Linked DNA regions of Mus musculus: all the other regions are linked to region 1. The links are chromatin contacts, called in public HiChIP or PLAC-seq maps. All regions are on one chromosome and are shown on one strand. The core of a region is the stretch at or near the end of the contact, and the rest is flanking DNA. Distances in the headings are between cores, read along the strand shown. Region 1 has its middle 68 kb from the start of Tnfaip3. Region 2 has its middle 25 kb from the start of Gm40607. Region 3 has its middle 29 kb from the start of Gm40607.

Evidence for each region. HiChIP or PLAC-seq counts read pairs in DNA pulled down with a chosen protein or histone mark.
Region 2: a BATF HiChIP or PLAC-seq map of CD8 T cells shows a contact between it and region 1, with 5 read pairs. The contact joins two enhancer-like sites. A contact is called at or near these places in 1 of 15 datasets of contacts at CTCF or cohesin (the NIH/3T3 cell line) and 1 of 115 datasets of contacts at active chromatin or transcription factors (CD8 T cells).
Region 3: a contact with region 1 is called in a BATF HiChIP or PLAC-seq map of CD8 T cells, with 7 read pairs. The contact joins two enhancer-like sites. A contact is called at or near these places in 2 of 15 datasets of contacts at CTCF or cohesin (CD8 T cells and the NIH/3T3 cell line), 1 of 484 Hi-C or Micro-C datasets (bone marrow-derived macrophages) and 8 of 115 datasets of contacts at active chromatin or transcription factors (CD8 T cells, the HPC-7 cell line, effector CD8 T cells and 2 more).

Annotation. Positions count from the first base shown.
Region 1 is chr10:18,945,247-18,949,284 of GRCm38.p6, reverse strand. No RefSeq gene overlaps it. Among named protein-coding and RNA genes, the nearest start is that of Tnfaip3, 68 kb to the left of the region's middle. Within about 2 kb of position 2,379, at least 5 of the 459 cell types and tissues checked have an H3K27ac peak or open chromatin away from gene starts, as enhancers often do. A contact at or near this core is called in CD8 T cells and effector CD8 T cells, where this site is marked.
Region 2 is chr10:19,266,665-19,270,702 of GRCm38.p6, reverse strand. No RefSeq gene overlaps it. Among named protein-coding and RNA genes, the nearest start is that of Gm40607, 25 kb to the right of the region's middle. Within about 2 kb of position 2,067, at least 23 of the 459 cell types and tissues checked have an H3K27ac peak or open chromatin away from gene starts, as enhancers often do. A contact at or near this core is called in CD8 T cells, where this site is marked.
Region 3 is chr10:19,212,993-19,217,030 of GRCm38.p6, reverse strand. No RefSeq gene overlaps it. Among named protein-coding and RNA genes, the nearest start is that of Gm40607, 29 kb to the left of the region's middle. Within about 2 kb of position 1,725, at least 10 of the 459 cell types and tissues checked have an H3K27ac peak or open chromatin away from gene starts, as enhancers often do. A contact at or near this core is called in CD8 T cells and effector CD8 T cells, where this site is marked.

The DNA.
Region 1 (4,038 bases), core at 1,130-3,629:
GTCACATAGAACACAGAAGTGTAAATATCACTGTACTGGATTTTTAAATTAGTTGTCACCAAGCTTGGTTATAAAAGTAAAAAAAAAAAAAAAAACACTTATTAAAAAAAAAGATAGAAAAATTAGATCAGAGAGTCAAAGAAAATCTTATTTAAAATTAGCCAACACAATTTATACTATTGCAGCAGGTATATGCCTGTTCTCTGTGTGTTCCTCATGGTAATTCCCAGAACTTTCCAGAAAGAGGTTACACATCACTGATTCACTGACTCGTTCACTCCATATGGCAGCTCCCAAGAGAAGCAAAAAGCCAGTCTACTTTCTAAACAAAGGAACAGGTAGTTTGAGGGAAGACCGGTGTTAGAAGAGACTGATTGCATTCTGAGACTCAGAAGGCCACTTGAAGCTCAAGGGATCCAGGAGTTGCCACCATTATGTTTGCAAATGTTTGACACTAGAGGGAGAAGCACAGAAGTTACAAAAACTTGCTAGCTCGAGGGAGGCTGCTTTAGGGTCAAACTGGCAGATAGAGATTGCCTGGAATTCAGAAAGGCTTCATAAAAACCATTTTTACTGGCATGAGATGGAGTCTCAAAGTAGTTTTGATTTGCATTTCTGTGATAATTGGGGACATTGAACACCTTTTAAAGTGTTTATTATTCATTTGTATTTTTTTCTTCCGAAAACTCTCTGTTCAATTCCAAGGCCCATTTTTAATTAGGGTACTTGTTTTCTTGATGTTGATTTTTTTTTTTAGTTCTTTTTATATTCTCTCTATATAATATACATGATATAAATAGATGTGTTTATATAAAATATATTTACTATATAAGTAAGTATAATAAATAAATTTAATATACCAATAAAATATATAATATAGTATACAATGTGTTATATGCATATATATTTATGCAAAATACCTTTATTATATATATATAATATACAAATATTAAACCTGTCAGATACATAGCTATCAAATGTTTACTCCCATTCTTTTTATTTAGTTACTGCTTGCATACATGTATTTAAATATACTTATATATTCCCAAAGATAAGCTGTTTAGTCCATATAATGCCTCTTGTACACTTGACCGTATGTCTTCAGGGCTGACCACTTGGTGTTGGACAACTAACTGGTATGCTCTTCCCTGGGAAGGGCCACACCTCTTGGTCCCAGAAATACTCAATTGCCTATAGTTCTTTGTGTAGGACTGAGGCCTTGTGGGTTTTCCTCTTCAGTTTGGAATGTTTGTTGCTGTCCTCTTTGCTCAGCCCATGCTTAGTTGGTTATACTGGATAGACTTCATATGTGTAGCTTCTGATGTAACTAGGGAACACAATCTCACAGCAAAGCCCTCTGACTTAGGGGGCTCTCCCAATTCCCCTTCCTTCCACAATGTCCCTTGAGCCTTGGGTGTTCAAGTGTTTTGTGGATGTATCCACTGAGGCCAGCCTCCACAACTCTCTCTGTTGATTGGTCACCCTCTGTTGCAAAGATAAGTTCCCTTGACCTGGACTGAGGAGTACACTCACCTGTGGGTATTTGTCCTTATTTAAGTAGAAATGTTTATAGATTATTGATAGGGGTTATGTTAGTTTAGTAAACTAGTGGTTGAAGATTCCTCCAGTAAAAATGACTTCACTAGTACTGATTAGTTAGCTAAGTATCTAGTACCAGCTACAGTATCCCTTTCGTAGAGTGGGTCTTAAATCCAATTAGAAAATTGTAGGCTACTGCCAAAGTATGTGTGCCACTATTGCACATGTAAGGGTATAGTGCCACATTGGTCTTTGATGTGGTTCATAGGTATGCGGGACTGTAGATTGCCTCTCTCCTTTGGAAGCTTGCAAAGTATTTTTTTTGGTACCATGAAAACTAGTCCTTAGGGAGCACTCACTTCAGTTCCAGATCGCAGGCCTCTGGGCCTTGTTTCTTTAGTGCATCTTATCAGCAATAGGGACTCACCTTCCACCATTGGGAAGTAATTAAACACAACAGCAATAGGCTGTGTTTTGGGCGATTTTCTTAGACAGCCCTAGCCCACAACTTCAAATGAGGCTTCTCATGGCTGGAGTTGGGGGAATTGTTAGCAAGTCTGTGGCTCTCAAAGAGAGAGTTAACTGACCTCCTGTAAGTTGCTTCTTTGCTATTGAAAAGCTCTTTCATTTTATAAGGTCCCATTTATCAGTTGTTGACCTTGTTTCCTGAGTAACTGTGGTCCTATTGAGAAAGGTTTTACCTATGCTAATTCCATCACACCCCAGTAAGAATGCTCTTTATTAAGAAAACAACAACAAATGCTGGCAAGGATGTGGTAGGAGTGTAAACTGATACAGTCACTACAGAAACCAATGTGGAAGTTTCTCATAAAGCTAAAAATAGATCTGCCATATGACTAGATAGCCCACTTCTGTGTGTACACCCAAAGGACTCTGTAGTCTATGATACTGACACCTGTATAGCCATGTTCACTCTTACCCTCTTCACAATAACTAGAAAATGGGAGCAGCCCAAATGTCCAGCAACTGATGATAATGTGTATATTCACACACTGGAATGTCCAGCAACTGATGATAATGTGTATATTCACACACTGGAATGTCCAGCAACTGATGATAATGTGTATATTCACACACTGGAATGTCCAGCAACTGATGATAATGTGTATGTTCACACACTGGAATTTTATTCAGCACTGAAGAACTGGAAGAAATTTCACTGAGAGGTAACACAGGCCCAGAAAGGCAAACACTGTATATTCTCTCTTACATACAGATATTAAACTCAAAGTGTTATATTGCTGTATTTTAAGTTAGGGTGAAATGTCAGCAGAGGCCAGGTAACAAGAAAGGAATCACAATAAATATCAGGTAAGAGGAAGAGAGCTTAAGGAGGGAAGTGTGAAACACAATATGAAAGTGGATTGGGGACCACTAAAGGAGGAAAGCTGGGATGGATGTGGAGGATAGAAAAAAGGTGGAAGAAGGTCAACTAAACCTAAGAATTATGAAAGAGCCATATAGGAACTGACAATTTTACAAGAGAACATAACAGAAATGTTTTTAACTGTGCCCACCCAACCCCCGCTAAAACCCTGGAGATTGAACAGAAATGTGGGTGGTCAACACTACTCTCAGAAAGTCACAGTTTTCAAAGTCAAGTTCCAGGGCAAAGTGAAGGAGACCTTCCCATGAGCTGTTGGCCAGAGAACCCACAGAGGCTCCCAAACAATACAGGCTGTTGCTGTTGCCAAGCTCTTGGTTGACAAGCAAAACTAAACAGCGACTTCTTATTGATGAAGACACCACGTATTCTGGGTACAGGTCACAAAGAAATGAACCTAAAGCTAAGCTCTAACTTTCCTACCTGCCCGCTAACATTCATAGTTCTGGAAGGTGCTATGCAGGTGGATGCAGGAAAGACATCCACAACAACCACACCCAATCATAGACCCTTGGTGTTATAATACTAAACTGACAGGAAAGATATGTCTACTGTTGGAATAGTGGTACGAATGCTCTGGAAAAGAACCAACAACTTCTGTATTAGATTTGAGGCAGAGGCATGGAAGGGAATACATGCCTGGCAATAAAGAATTGATTAAAGCCTAAGGTGAGGAAAGTCCCAGGCTATGGGAAATCTACTACTGATGTTGTATCAAATGGATTAACCTGCCTTGTAACCATTTATCTGTATACACATAGACTAGTGCAACTCTCAGCCTTGATTCAGCAGTGGGCAATGATGAGAGCAGGGATCTATAAGTGACCACAGTGATGAGACTAAATGACTATTGAGTGTTCACTTCCAACCAGGACATCTATGTAACCCTGCTCTTGTGTCCAGCAAACATCACAGAAGAGGGAATACAGGAGCATTGAAGGAGTTGATGGATGGGAAGGTCTGCGGTCACCTGTTTATGACATGATGGGTACAAACACAGATGCTCAGCAGCTGTGAATGCCTAAATGGGCCCTATAAACACAAAGGAAAGGGGTGGGCAGTGGTGGCACGTGTCTTTAATCCCAGTACTGGGG
Region 2 (4,038 bases), core at 818-3,317, 320 kb before region 1:
CTGGAATAAAACCTACTTGGTCAGGATGGATGATTGCTTTAATGTGTTCTTGGATTCGGTTAGCGAGAATTTTATTGAGGATTTTTGCATCGATATTCATAAGAGAAATTGGTCTGAAGTTCTCTATCTTTGTTGGATCTTTCTGTGGTTTAGGTATCAGAGTAATAGTGGTTTCATAAAATGAGTTGGGTAGAGTACTTTCTACTTCTATCTTGTGAAAAAGTTTGTGCAGAACTGGAATTAGATCTTCTTTGAAGGTCTGATAGAACTCTGCACTAAACCCGTCTGGTCCTGGGCTTTTTTTGGCTGGGAGACTATTTATAACTGCTTCTATTTCTTTAGGGGATATGGGACTGTTTAGAAGGTCAACTTGATCCTGATTCAACTTTGGTACCTGGTATCTGTCCAGAAATTTGTCCATTTCATCCAGGTTTTCCAGTTTTGTTGAGTATAGCCTTTTGTAGAAGGATCTGATGGTGTTTTGGATTTCTTCAGGATCTGTTGTTATGTCTCCCTTTTCAGTGACAAATTAACTTTTTGAGACAGGATTCTGCTATGTAGCCCAGACCTTCTTTTCTCCTGCCTCAGTCTTTTGACTGCTGATCTTACAGGTGTGAGCTAGCATGCCAGGCTCTCTGATCTTGATTCCTAACTCATTTTGCATCTTGCTCCTGCTAGTAGATGTCTACAACCTTTAATCTTATTACGTTGTATCCTGCCTAAATGTGGAACTCCTTTCAAACGTCTTATAATGAAATACAGATTCTTATCATTGTGTATATTTATTCCCATGCTCCCCCACCCTGTTGGCATCTATATGTCACATGTTTTAATTTGTTCTTTTACAAGTTCTTTTTTCTTCAACAAATCTATCTCATGCTACTAGAACCCTGCCCTACCCCAACTCCAATGTGTACTTCAACTATGGAGCAGTGTGAGGTCCAACCTTCAAAACCAACAATGAAGAAGGGTTGTGGGAGGGATGAACGGAGGCTGAAGGGGATCTAAGGAATTGTAGACAGTTAGGACATACATTATTCATAGCACACAGCACTAAGCAGGCAGATGCCAGCAGACCAAGCACAAGTTGGCTCATATAGGTAAGCATGATTACACACAGTGACTGGCACATTGGCTCAATGAGGTAGGGACAACAAAGGCTGACAGATATGAAGGGCCCAACCTTTTTACCTCAAAGCCATGTTTATACAGAATTACACAAAAGTGACATTTTGTCAGAGATATGTCACATGACAGATTGCATTACTGTTTACTTTTAGGTTTCCTAAACAGCCAATGTCTGTCATTTTGTGCTGTCTTATGGCTCCCCCATGCCCAGTGTTAGTTGTCTTAGTCCATATTGGGTATTGATATCAGCACTATAGTCTCTGAACAGAAACTGGCTTTTATAGCCTTTTGTTTCCTATAATAGATTCTGAATGCCCCAACCTACTCCATGCAAAATTAATAGTCTTTATACAAGCTCCTGCTATACTCCACACATCTGAGCTACATTTGTTCTCTCATGTATCCCATGTACATTTGGATTATGCCCATGTCACTGTCCAAGGAGATAGGTGCACAAACCAAGAAGTTAAGTTGTGACTAGAGAGAATCAGCGCTAAGAGGGGAAAAAACAAAACAAAACAAAACAAAACAAAACAGTGATCATCATAGTCCACAAAGAGTATCATTAGTGTGAAATAATAATGAAAACATACAATTTGAACTTGAGCTTGGAGATCTTCTGCAGGATAATACTCATATTAGCCTTATGAATTACTTTCTATATAAAGCATTGCTCATTTTTACACATTAGCAGAGTGGGAGTGCTTCTCTATCTATATGCTAATATATGAATGTTCTAAAACATATTTATGAAATATTCAAAGTAAGGAAGGCCTGAGATTGGGACTGGGTAGATACCGTTTACGATCTCACGCAGTCAAGTAGAACTGGTAGAGTTAAAAGGAGACCGTTCTCAGGCACTGTGTAGAGGCTCTCTCTTAGTCAGGTTCATTGACTACAAGCAACAGATACAGATTCAGTTCACGTTAACTAGGAATGGTGCTTTAGCAAGCAAGCCCTCTAATACTGAGCCACATGATTGGGCCAGAGGAAAACAACTCATGACGTCTGTGGCTAACCAGATGATGCAAGACAAGATAAAATACACTTCTTGGAGAATAAGAAGGAATCATGATACCTATAAGAATCAGAAAAACAAAACAAAACAAAACAAAACAAAACAAAACAAAACAAAACAAAACACCCACCCTCTCCCTGTTTGTAAATATGCTAAGTCTTCCCGGAAGACCAGTTACTTCCCCTTCACCAAGCACCACCACCATCATTACTAACCACAACCTTTCTCCAAAGCGACAATCAACTCTAGCAACGCTGCAGATGCCCTCTGGGTTTGGAGTCCTCCTGAGCAGAATTTCAGGTCCTAGCCCACTTCCTGATTGTTTACAGGCACAGGGATGGGGGAGGGGACTTTCTCCTTCCTTTTCAGTAGGTGCAGGTGTGAGCCAGGGAGTTATTCATACGAATGAATGACTCATGAGTAAGATATGAATCTTCCTGTATGAATCATTATCACAAAGACCCCTCAAACAGTAAAAAAGATAAGATACCAGAAAGTCCACCATCATTATTCTGTTGTTCACTCCAAATTGATCTTATGGTACTTAGACTAGAAGTCTTACATTCAGTATTTGCTTTTAATTTTAAAATTAAAACAATTTCAATGAATTTTTTTTGATCAAACTTTAAAATCTCCTAAGAGAGCCTATCTGAATTTCCTATGGTATGATAAACCCTTAAGAGTTTTAGTGGGATTTGTCAAGTAACTAGCACGGACCTTTTTTCTCAAGGGCAGACATGAGAGTACACACCACACTGTGAACTGGCTCGTGGTAACTTTATCTTTTCCTCTCCTCTGGTGTTTTCTTATATAATAGAAGCTGGAAGCAGCGCTCAACCTTTTTTGCCTGCTTTGTTTGTAATTTCGGTCTCAGGTATGAAGCTGGTTTTGACAACTGAATCCTCTGAATACCAGAAGCGACATTTTAGGCTCTCTCTCTCTCTCTCTCTCTCTCTCTCTCTCTCTCTCTCTCTCTCTCTCTCTGTCTCTCTCTCTCTTATCTAACTTGCCCTCACAAATACCACAAAGCTATTGTTGGAAGAGCTATTTTCCAGAAGTCCTTGGGGTGGGCCCTGAATGGCATGCTCGGGTTTGCCTAATGTACAAGGCACAGGTCTTTCTTTATCCAGCCATCTTCTCAGGGCTGTGTTTATAATAAGTGGCCTTAGTAGATGGGGTGGTAATTCCTTTTGGAGCAAAGTCTCCTTTACAAACTCACTTAGTGCTTGTTTTATATGGAACTCACAACGTCACTTCTCCTGATCAGGCTTAATACAAGCATGCTATTGATAACGGTTTAACTAGGACTCCTCCATAAGTTCAGCAAACTTTCTGCAAAGGACCAGAGAATAAATATTTTAGGTTTTGAGGGACAGTGTGAACTCTGATAGACATGCAACTGTGCCATTTTACAGCCAATGCAACCATAAATGATAGCAAATGAATTAGCATATTTATGTTCCAAGTGGACTCTATTTATACACAGCAGGTGATGGGCAAAATATGACTTCTCTGGAAGACAGAAAGTCCTACATCTTGTGTAAACTCGAGTCTGTGGAGGAGACAAGCCTGATTACCAACTTCAGACTAATGAGTGATTGGTCAGAAATGTTGATAAACACAGAAATGGCTCCTTGATGGGCCACTTTGTGAATATCGGTGTGACACTGGCTAAAAGATCTCTGAAACTCACAATTAAACCCCTTAGGGATGAGAGTCAGTTATTCACCCTCAATTAAAATATCATAATTACTTTATAACAGTGTTGTTGAACCTGAACTATGCTAGACTGAAAACATTTGGTTTGTTTTTAATATACCTACTCTTGACCATGTTTCTGGGATATTCCTATCTCTCCAGGAGATTTGTACCACAATTTATACTTATTATGC
Region 3 (4,038 bases), core at 476-2,975, 270 kb before region 1:
ACTTGTAAGATAGAAACTTTCCCAGGCAGAACACATGGGTGGGAGCGTTTCAGGCAAAATAAACATCACAAATAAAGGAATGGGCACATCAAAGTTTTCAGCACAGAATTCGGCAGATAAGGAAGCTAGAAAACATGGTGAGAGCATCAGGGTTTCTCATAACATCAGTTCCTCTGGAAAATGCTCCCAGGTTACTACTGATTACTTCAATCACATGACAGCTTCCTCTGTGGACACAACACATTAGAATAGATATATCCCTAAATAATAGCACCTATACATGTATACAAAGCTATGGTTTTACATATTGACTATGTGGGGGAAAAAAAAGGAAGAAAATTAACTTGAGAACGTGAGACATGCCTACTCATTTAGCCAACAGTTAAACATTGGATGAACAAGACAATAAAGGCAGGCTGCTGGGCCTGGTGGTTGGGGCTTGTTATCCCAGAACGTTCTTTCCTCCTGTTTTAGTCAACAGTGTTTAAGTGTATTTGTCTGACTCAGATTTTAGTAAGTTTGTAGTGAATGGACAGTAACGCCTTGCTAGAAGGTGCTTCCTGAATGGTAGTTCTTGGTTTGTGTTAGTTTCAGTTTGGGTCATCTTTCCTCTCCCGAGGCTTAGAAGGAAATTGTCAATAGGACAATTTCCTCAAACCAAGATGGAGACTCAGAATGAACAATGAAATTTACATGTAGCGCCTAACCACTGCAATGGACCTATTGATAATTATTGTGACCGTAGGATCTCTTTCAAGAGATTTAAAATCCATGAGTCTCTATCACAAAACTCCCATGGTCTCTTACAGTGAAGCCTATACAGTATTTCTTGGTTTTCTTCTTTCAAAAATGTCAACATCCTTATTTAAAAAACAACAATGGCAAGAATATACTATTTGATTTATTAAGCTCTTTTTACTCACAAAGGCACCTTATTGGCTCCATCTAGTGAACTAACATAATAACACAGTGGACACCTTGTCTTAAGTGAAAAATTCTCAAATTAACAATTAGTATTTAAACAAAATTATTTAAATTGAGCTGAATTTTAGTGAAAACTTTGTAGTTTTAGCATTTAATATCCAACTAATTGCCAATAAAAAGCAATGAGTGTTGTGTTGAAGAAGTATTATAGTGACAAGGCAGTTAATATATATTCCCTCTAATACATAAGTACAACTAAAATTCCCTTGTACGGTAAAGTGATGTTTGCTTCAGTGGCAGAATATTCCACAGAAACCCACATAGTCCAAACTTGGCTACCTTTTACTCCAGACCTTATGACAGAGTGTGTGAGAAAATATTTCTCTGAAGATTTAGAATTGTAGCTTGTGTCGTACAAAGAATTATGTGGAGGATAAATAGCTAGGCCCCAGATATGTTTTCAATAAATATATTGTTTTCATAGACGTGCCATCTGCAGCATCCATGAATGTGTGGGACTCTAGACAAAAGCCAGTCTTTTCTGTGTCTGAGAGAAATATTGGTTAAGTCATTTGGATTTTTCTTCTCAAGAGTTTGAAATTCAGAGCCAAGGTATTAGTGTTTGAGTGGTGTCCAAGGCAAAGGAAAGGAACTTCCCTTTGTCGAAGTTTCTGAATCTTCCAGAGGCTGAAGAAGCTGGGGGTAGGGGCGGGAGTGTGCGTGGGGGTGGGAGTGGGAGTGCATTGCCTCTTCCACAGATTCTAATGCATGTGCTAATACTTCTTAAATGAATGCCTTCTTTGTGTAGACTACAGATTCATTATTTATTTGGTTTCCTTTACATTACATGTAGCTGGAGGACCCTGTAAAGCAGCTTTGGTGTGTTGTGAGGAAAAAAGAGACAAAAGTGGAGTGTTGGTTGGGCATCAATCAGAAGTGACAGCCACATCTTCACACCAAGGAGAAGGAAACCGCTTCCAAGCCACCTCCTTCCTTTAGTTGCTCTGGTTGTCTTGAGTCACTGTACAAAGGCCTGGTTTCAGCACTTTCCATTGCCAGCTCTCACACTGTGCTGCTCACCTTGGAGGCTTTAACTAGGTCTAGGATATTTTCTGTTTTGGACTGAGGTTTCATACACATCAAAGAAACCAATGAGCAAACAAGACAACAAATTCTGATTCTCCGGAGCCCATTTAATATTACATTGGAGTATTGTTTGGGGGCTGTTATTATACTAGGAATACAATAGAGTCGTTGAATGAATCTTTTTGAACTGGAATCAAGAATTAGTGTTGATTCTCTGCACATTATCTCCAAGTGCCCAGCATGGCTAGTGTGCAGTTCATTATATGCAGGAGTCCATAGCAAACAGCCATATGGATTTTAAAACCAAGTACTGAGATGTCTTTAGCTTCTCTCAAATACAAAGCAGTTTCACTCATAGTGTACCTAGAGATGTGGCTTTTTACAAAATTGGTAGTTCCTACACTTTGAAAAGGAACAGACCTAAAAATAAGTTCCAAGGGGTTTCTTTTTTTTAAAAAAAAAAGTATGTATTTGGTTTTTGAGAAAATCATATATAAATACTGGATTTACATCATTGGCCTCTTCCCTCTCTTCCCTGCAGTTAATCAAATGCCTCCCCAACTCTTCCAATTCAGATTCATGATTCACGATTACCAGGGCCTGTTTATTTCCTGCAGGATGAGCTCAGTTACAGTGTATCAGCTGAAATGTATTTGCCTAGCATGCATAAACAAAGCTTCCAACTTGACGATCACTACACACACACACACACACACACACACACACACACACACACACACACACACACTCAGAAGAAGAGACAGAGACAGAAACAGAGATAGACAGAGAGGCAGAGGAGGAGAGCTTATAGCAGGCGAAACTTTTAAATAGTTTGTTTATGAATTGTTCATGGGTTAGGTATTTTGTCTGCATATATGCCTATATTCTACAAGCATGCAGGAACTAAGGAAACCAGAGGAGGGTATAAGGATCCCCTGGAGCACCCCAAGTTTGAGTAGGTCCTCAAACTTGAACCCATGACCTCTATAGGAGCAGCATATACTCCTTTTTTATTGGATATTTTCTTTATTTACATATCAGTTGTTTTCCGCATTCCAGGTCTCCCCTTCAGAAACCCCCTATCCCATCACTCCTTCCCCTGTCTCTCCACCACCCACTCACCCACCAACTTCTGCCTTCCTGCCCTGGCATTCCCCTACACTGGTGCACGGAACCCCCTCAGGCCCAAGGGCCACTCCTCCCACTTATGTCCAACAAGGCCATCCTCTGCCAGATATGGGGCTAGAGGCATGGGTCCCTCCATGTATACTCTTTGGTTGGTGGTCTAGTTTCCAGGAGCTCCAGAGTGGGGGGACGTCTGGCCGGTTGACACTGTTGCTCTCTTCATGGGTCTGCAAACCCCCTCAGCTCCTTCAGTCCCTTCTTCAACACCTCCACTGGGGACTGTGTCCTCAGTCCCATGGCTGGCTGCAAGCATCTGCCTCTGTATTTGTCAGGCTCTGGCAGAGGCTCTCAGGAAACAGCCATATCAGGCTCCAGTCAGCAAGCATTTCCCAACATCCACAATAGCATCTGGATTTGGAGACTGTATGTGGGATGGATCTTCATGTGGGGCAGTCTCTAGATGGCCTTTCCTTCAGTCTCTGCTCCACACTTTGTCTCCATATTTCCTCCTGTGAGTATTTTGTTCCACCCTCTAAGAAGGACTGAAGCTTTCACACTGGTCTTCCTTCTTGGGCTTCATATGATCTGTGAATTGAATCTTGGATATTCTAAACTTTTGGGCTAATATTCACTAGCCAGTGAGTGCATACCATGTGTGTTCTTTTGTGACTGAGTTATCTCACTCAGGATGATATTTTCAAGTTCCATACATTTGCCTGTGAATTTCATGAAGTCATTGTTTTTAATAACTGAATAGTATTCCATTGTGTAAATGTACCACATTTTCTGGATCCATTCCTCTGTTGAGAGACATCTGGGTTGTTTCCAGCTTCTGGCTATTATAAATAAGGCTGCTATGAACATAGTGGAGCAGGTGTCATTATTACATGTTGGAGCATCTTC